Linked DNA regions of Mus musculus: region 1 is linked to region 2. A link is a contact called in public Hi-C data. All regions are on one chromosome and are shown on one strand. The core of a region is the stretch at or near the end of the contact, and the rest is flanking DNA. Distances in the headings are between cores, read along the strand shown. Region 1 overlaps Pcdh9 (protocadherin 9). Region 2 overlaps Pcdh9 (protocadherin 9).

Region 1 (3,635 bases), core at 1,104-3,603, 210 kb before region 2:
AGCCCCAAGTTTACTCATAATCACTTTCAGTTTTTTGTGTCTGAGAATCTGCCAAAGTATAGTACTGTGGGGGTAATCACAGTGACAGACGAAGACGCTGGAGAGAATAAAGCTGTGACTCTTTCCATTCTAAATGACAATGAAAATTTTGTGTTGGATCCCTATTCAGGAGTCATAAAGTCCAATGTCTCCTTTGATAGAGAGCAGCAGAGTTCCTACACGTTTGACGTCAAAGCCACCGACGGGGGACAGCCACCACGGTCCTCTACTGCAAAAGTAACTATCAATGTCATGGATGTCAATGACAATAGTCCAGTTGTCATTTCTCCACCATCCAACACCTCCTTTAAGTTGGTGCCCCTCTCAGCCATTCCTGGTTCTGTGGTTGCTGAAGTGTTTGCGGTGGATATTGACACCGGAATGAATGCAGAACTCAAGTATACCATAGTGAGCGGGAACAACAAGGGATTATTTCGGATTGATCCAGTAACAGGCAATATCACCTTAGAAGAGAAGCCAGCACCTACTGATGTGGGCCTGCACCGTCTTGTGGTCAACATAAGTGACCTGGGGTACCCTAAGGCTTTGCACACTCTCGTGCTGGTATTTCTTTATGTGAACGACACTGCTGGAAACACCTCATATATATATGACTTGATCCGTAGGACTATGGAGACCCCACTGGACCGGAACATAGGAGATAGTGGTCAACCTTATCAGAACGAGGACTATCTCACCATCATGATTGCCATCGTTGCTGGGGCCATGGTGGTCATTGTTGTGATCTTTGTCACGGTGCTGGTGCGCTGTCGCCATGCGTCCAGGTTCAAGGCCGCTCAGAGGAGCAAACAAGGGGCTGAATGGATGTCCCCAAACCAGGAGAATAAACAAAATAAGAAAAAGAAACGGAAGAAAAGAAAGTCGCCCAAGAGTTCTCTTTTGAACTTTGTTACTATTGAAGAGTCCAAACCCGATGATGCCGTTCATGAACCCATCAATGGGACCATAAGCCTGCCTGCCGAGCTGGAGGAACAGGGTATAGGAAGATTTGACTGGGGCCCAGCCCCTCCAACCACCTTCAAGCCTAACAGCCCTGACCTGGCCAAGCACTACAAGTCGGCCTCTCCTCAGCCCGCTTTTCATCTCAAACCTGACACTCCAGTTTCTGTGAAAAAGCACCACGTCATTCAAGAGCTCCCGTTGGACAACACCTTTGTTGGGGGCTGCGACACCCTTTCCAAACGCTCCTCCACTAGTTCAGATCACTTCAGTGCCTCAGAGTGCAGCTCCCAAGGAGGCTTCAAGACAAAGGGCCCCTTACACACCAGACAGGTAAACGAGCACTTTTACTGGTCTATAAGTACTGCCTACAAGTGCCCAGTCAACCAGTATTAACGTGCCAGTGTGTGTATTGTTTTGGTCTAACTTTAGCTTAGTTATGAAGAGGGAAAAAAAAAAAACTTGACCCCTTTTTAAAATTCCTCTGGGGCTCAGTCAAGAATTTTTAGAACAGCTTTGAAATTTCTGAGTTCTGAGAATTATTTAACCTCCCAGTTTCCTTCAAGTGGCAAAAGATGAAAAGAGGAAATTATTCCAAAATGTCCCGAGATCATGTTTGCTCAAGAAGAAAACCCATCCTGATTTGCCCAATTCTGCTCCTGGGGCTTCCAAATTACCGACTTCCAAGATTTTCACATTACCTTTTGATCTAAAAAGTCACCTTCAAGTATCAAGTTTAAATGACATTTGAAGGTCTGACACCTCTTATGCTGGAGCTGTGGTCACTAAAGGGGTTAAGGTTTTTTTATTATTATTTTTTTAACACGGTAAAAAAAGAGAGAGTAGGCTCTTAAGTGTACATCAGCTGTGAAGCACATGATTATTGATTGATTGCATCTAAGCCATATAGAAAGTCTACTCCTTGATTTCAAGTTATTTTATTGTAATATAGTATGCTGGATCTTTCTTAGAACGATTTTCAGTGTCCATAATGGTCATATATGAAAAGAAAAGAAGAAAAATAAAAAGGGAATGCTTTCTCTCTAATATTACTAATTTATTCAGAAAAGAAGGATTCCATTGTAAATACTTTCTCATCTTAGTAATGCATAAGTGGTCTGTCATAACTCATTTTAAACTGTGAAAGATGCCATATGAAGAGGGATTAAGAGGCTGAGAAACTCATATTTCAACCAAATCCAGAATTAGTTTTTCTTAGGTCTAATAATTCCATGTTAATAAAGATTTAAATGCAGTCCTGTCTAATTTATTTCTTTGGTGCTTGTCTGTTGCCACAAAATTTGAATGTCGATAATAGCCTGTAGATGGCACTAGGGTATCATGTCCCCTGTGCTGGCCAGGTGCCAATCCTGCAGTAGCGAGGAGGATGGGGGAGGGAAGGATCAAGCTGGTAGTACAGCCAAAGATACCTTTTATTTAATGATAGTTCCTCTGGAGCCACTAGCATTTAAGTTCATTTGTTTGCTCTTTAGTGAGTTGCTCTCAGCACATCAAGTTTCTAGGATTTTGGAAGCCACTCTCTGTTATTAGGAGTCCATCTCTGTTGGTGGCCCATACACCACCTTGCTAACCAATTAAAAACATGAATATAAAAAAACAAAAACAAAAAACAAACAAGTAAAGCAAAATTAACACAATTGTCTTGGTGAGTCTCTGGGAAATCAAAAAGGTTTTTTGTTGTTGTTTTGTTTTGTTTTGTGAACTTGTGATAGAGTAGTGCATCTTACGGAAACTGTTTCCCCTTGTAAATCCTGTAGCTGCTCTGTAATGACTTTGAGGCTTCATGACTATAAGGTGTAAAAATGATTTTTATCAGTCAATCACACAGGTACGCTAAGAATATTAAGTATAATTTTTATTATTATGAATGTAAGATCACCATTTGTACACAGAGCAATTAAGTACACAGAGCACTGTTGCAGAACATCTGAGTAAACCTGAGATACACAACCTGAAAGAACCTAACAGTTTTGAAGTCCTAGAGAAATCTTTCATTTGGAAGTGGAAGTCAGAAGGACAGCTCAGTTTCAGGCTAATCTTATCATCATTTGAGAAGAGAGTGGTTTTAAGACTTGGAAATTGTCCAAGCATAAACAAGATTTTTTTTAAAAGTTGTTTAATAGTTTATTATGGCAAGAAAAATAACCGATAAAACTAAGTGGACTTAGTGAGGAAGTTTCTGTATCAATGAAGAATGATGTGGTGTGGTTTTATATCATTCCTTGAAAAGAACTAGTATAAATGGAAGTGCTTTCTGTGAGATATAAAATCGGTTTCCCAAGGAGAGTTACTTGTCTACCTTCCCATATGATCAACCCTTTCACCTCAGTGTATGGGAATTGCCAGCAAGGTCTAAGCCAAAATCTTTTAATTTTTTTTCCATAGTTATTGAACTTAAATATGGCACAAGGACACAAATGCTAGTCAGATGTGTTTCAGCAGAGTTTTTGAAAGCATCTTCTGACGAAGCTTGGTTTATCATAAAGACATTTGTTTATATATGACATAGTCTTGCTGTCAGTATGCTGAGTAACTCACAAACTGAAACTATTGTATGTTTCAGACACACCTTTTGATCATGAAGCATTTTGTAGCTTTCTTGTACACATTCTAAG
Region 2 (3,927 bases), core at 1,260-3,759:
GACTGAATCCTACAGTGTAGTATGCTCTAGAAGCCATTTTATCCACATTAATCTGGATGTCACTTTTTCTCAGTTAGCCATGGGTAGGCAAATATTTGGATCATTGTCCCTTTAGCTTTGCTTCTCCCCTCCTCTAGCCCTATAGAGTGGTTACTTTGTGTGGGAGTCTAGTTCAGCATCTGTATATTTTCTTGACAATTCCTGTCTTTATACTTGTCCTGTATATCCTTCCACGCAATGACTCCATCTCTTCTTAAGCATTTTGCTGAGTACTTACTGAAGATAAAGCAGTCTTCAGGCCCTGGGCACACATTAACAAGGATAAATGCTTCCCATGATGAAACTTACACATGACTCACTAACATATTCCAGTGTAAATAGGAAATTGTAAAAACCAAGGGCAATTGTTGAAAGGAATTAAGGCAAGTGTTCCTTGCTTCTACTTGAACTGGCATTTTTATGAAAGACATGAGGAATTTCTGAGCAGTTGTGAGCCATGACATTTTAAGAGGATGGAATAAACACAGGAAAACAATGGAAACTAGGGGACTATACAAGGAGGTACACTCTAATAATAGTAGTCAATTGGGGAGTGAGAAATGGTACCCCTGAAGATAATGACAGCTCCAGGGCTGACTACCTGGAGTGCTGGGATTGTGAGCTCCCATTTAATCAGGATGGCAACAAATCACAGAATGTGAATGAGAATTGAGGTGCCTAGCTACTTAGGGAAAGGGAGAAATAAGAAAGGATATAGAAATGCAGTCTGAAGGCTGTGAGTCTTAAAGTTGTCTATCAGCTGCTACTATATATTGGAAACTAGACCTGAACCAGATAGAGGGACCAAGTGAAGTGATATATTTACAATTGTTATATAAATAAAATATCTTAGAGTCCTTTGATCCTTCTTGGCAGTCTCTTGAAGTCCATTACGTTTATTGACTGATTATGTAATAATTTTTCTCTTGTCATTTCTCCTTTCCTACCTTTAAACAGATATGTGATTCTTTTATAGTTAGCCATTTTTATCTGCTTGTGACTCTTGGCCGAGTGTGGTGTATGTTTCTCTTTACAAATATGTTTCCTCACTTAAAATATAATTTACATATAATAAGTTATTAGTCAACATTTGCTGAGTACATTTGGTAACTATCAGCTTCCACAAGATGGTCTAGCAGAAAATATAGGCTTCATATTATAAAAATATGTAAAATCAGGTTAATAGAAATGCAGAAACAGAACAACAGCATTGAACAGCGTTAGTACTGAAAAAAGGAGTTTCAAGGTGCCTCGGTCCAAACCTTTGATCTTAAGTCCATTTGAATTGTCTATTCCTGGATGTGGTCATATCTTCAATGATCTACACCGTTAGTTGTATTAATATTTTTTCCTGAAGGATCTAAGTAGCAGAGTTTTTCTTTTTACATTGCAAAATCTTTGAACATTGTGTCCATAATAAATTAATGTGCACTACAGTTTTCCTTCCTCTTCTTAAGTCTTGCAGAATCTTTAAGATCCTGGAAACTGTCATCAGAATCAAATTCCTTAAATTTTTTTTTGTTGTTTTGCTTTGTTTTGTTTTGCTTTGCTTTGTGTTTTGTTCACAAAACTATGATAGACATTAATTTATAAGCTGGACAATAAGATTAAAGCAGCTGACAGTAAAATTAAATAAATTTAAAAATATACTATACTATATGCAATGAGACTGTTCTTTCTTTGCACTTTCTCTGAAAATATTCTACTGTGCATTTCTTTTCTATTTCAGACAGAAGTTGATTATGTATAACAGGAATCATGGAATACAAAATATTAGATAAGATGACACTACTGTAAGAGCCTATCCATAGCTCTTATTTTCTTAAAATTTAGAGGTTTGGTAACCCTTATTTCACAGGATTTCTTCAAATGAAAATTATTTTACTTTTGGGTTATGTTTACTTTCTAAAAATACCACAATAGAGAAAATGTTAAAGCTGATCTATCCTAGTTCTCCTTTGTAATTGAAATGAAAAATTAAAAATAGATCTAGCCAGTAAACCTGGGTTCCTGGGCACATGCACAGTACCAGGTGGGAATCCCTCCTTCTCCCCTCATGCTGCCCATCTGGTGGTGCCCATCTGCCTTTGTAAAAAGGGACATGTTAAAGTGTAAGGGAACATCAATGCGTGCAAATTGCTTAGAAAGCAAGATTGAGATTCCCCAAAGTGATGGTATAATTTACTTGAAGTGAAACTTCATTTAAAGTAAAATTGTATATTCTGAAATCTAAAATGCATTGTGTTCTTTAAATTGCATTTTCAGTTTATACAGAGCGACTTTTCTTGGAACAGAGTTTACTTCTGAAATCAGATTGTGTTCTACTCTATTTCTGCTCAACAGATCACGCTTATGCCCAAATGAAATCATTCTATTTTTTTTTTTTTACACAGAACAAGCCTTGATATGGCCAGCTCTGTCTGAGTTGTGTTCGATTCACAGTCACTTGCATATCAGTAGCCTCTTCATAGAGGAAGGCTACTTCAAAAGCAGCCACAATGTTAAGTTAGAGCTGTTAGAAGCAGCACATTGATTGTATCGCCCATCTGAGAGTGCTAGAAATGCTCTCTGAGGGAAAAAAATGCCTAGTAGAGATATCATTGAGCATTTAATGGGTGCCCTTGGGTCCTATGTAGGAGGTGCTATCACAGAAAAAGACTGCAGTGCACTAAGTACCCTTTTGGAGGCTTACATTGTAAATTGCATGTATAGCCTACACATAGCCTTGCTACCATAAGGAAGTAGCTGTTCTTATATCAAATTTATATTCTTGCATGACGCTATTGCTAAAATAATAGATGAAAGACAAGTCAAAATATACTTACATTCTGATTTTTGGTAATTTCTGACTTTAGTGAGGTAATGGGTCAATAAAATATTGGATAGCATGTGGGGAAAACTACAAGTCAAATTTACTGGATTAAGTCCAAAACTCCTTTTGGAGAAGTTCATTTGCTGTACACTCTGGGAGACGGCTATGACGAGAAGACTTGGGGTTTATTGGCAGGATGAAAGGGGAAATGACACAATAGCTTGCTCTATGTAGAGGCTTTGAGCCAATGCACTTATTTGTGAATCCAATTTATCAAATTCGTCTCTTAAATTATATAGTCTACTTTCCCTGAGGAGCTCAAATTGTTTTACAGACATTATCTCATTTGTCCTCATAAAGAGATGGGAAGTTACTATTGAGTGAAAGCTTCATGGAGAGAATATGTTAATGAAAGGAAATTCAGAGCTAGTGTTTTTAATCCCCACTGTATTACCCACTGGGTTCTTGACAATGATAAGTTAAACGCGACTAGTCTTATTTTCTTTATCGAAACCAAGGAGAAATATTCTGACTTTTCATTTAATGTCATGGGGAGTATTGGAAGAAGTCATGCAGATACTCAAGATAATTTTTGAAATGATTGAATGTAAAAGACTTCTAGGTTTTAATAAACTTAAAACTACATGGCAGTGTAATTTGCTGTGGAGGCTGCTGCTTTACACAGCTAGTTGTACTTGTTTGTCATGCTAGTAAGAAGATTAACCATTGAAATATTTATTGGATTTTGAAGATTTATCTGAAATTGATCTATGTTGGAAGTTACTTAACACAACATCTTAGGAAGTCTAACTAGTTTCTAGTCTAACTAGAGAAAAACACATGAAAAGACGATGCTAAAGGGGGAGATTTGAACTGATGACTACCCTGGAGGAAGAACTTAAGACTTATAGATGAAGGGAGGATTAAGTCTATTTGTTGAAATAAAGAAACTAATCATGTTTGAACAATGAGGGGCAGAAACTCTATAGTAACATTCTAGAGGGCTTATGTAATAGCTTCCAAGATAACTTTACTAGAAGAACCAAAGATGTTAGGCCTCTTGAACCTTAATCACA

Evidence for each region. A called contact is a pair of places that touch in the nucleus more often than the background predicts.
Region 1: a Hi-C map of cerebellar granule neurons shows a contact between it and region 2, with 3 times the contacts expected there. The contact joins two enhancer-like sites. A contact is called at or near these places in 3 of 484 Hi-C or Micro-C datasets (cerebellar granule neurons and cerebellum) and 2 of 9 other capture datasets (adipose tissue and pancreatic islet).

What each region holds. Positions count from the first base shown.
Region 1 is chr14:93,883,394-93,887,028 of GRCm38.p6, reverse strand. It overlaps Pcdh9 (protocadherin 9), which reads left to right. Exons shown (of 5, transcript NM_001081377.3): 2 at 1-1,332. Among named protein-coding and RNA genes, the nearest start is that of Pcdh9, 5.5 kb to the left of the region's middle. Within about 2 kb of position 2,353, at least 24 of the 459 cell types and tissues checked have an H3K27ac peak or open chromatin away from gene starts, as enhancers often do. A contact at or near this core is called in cerebellar granule neurons, where this site is marked.
Region 2 is chr14:93,674,068-93,677,994 of GRCm38.p6, reverse strand. The region is part of intron 2 of Pcdh9 (protocadherin 9); the gene reads left to right. Among named protein-coding and RNA genes, the nearest start is that of Pcdh9, 210 kb to the left of the region's middle. Within about 2 kb of position 2,509, at least 12 of the 459 cell types and tissues checked have an H3K27ac peak or open chromatin away from gene starts, as enhancers often do. A contact at or near this core is called in cerebellar granule neurons, where this site is marked.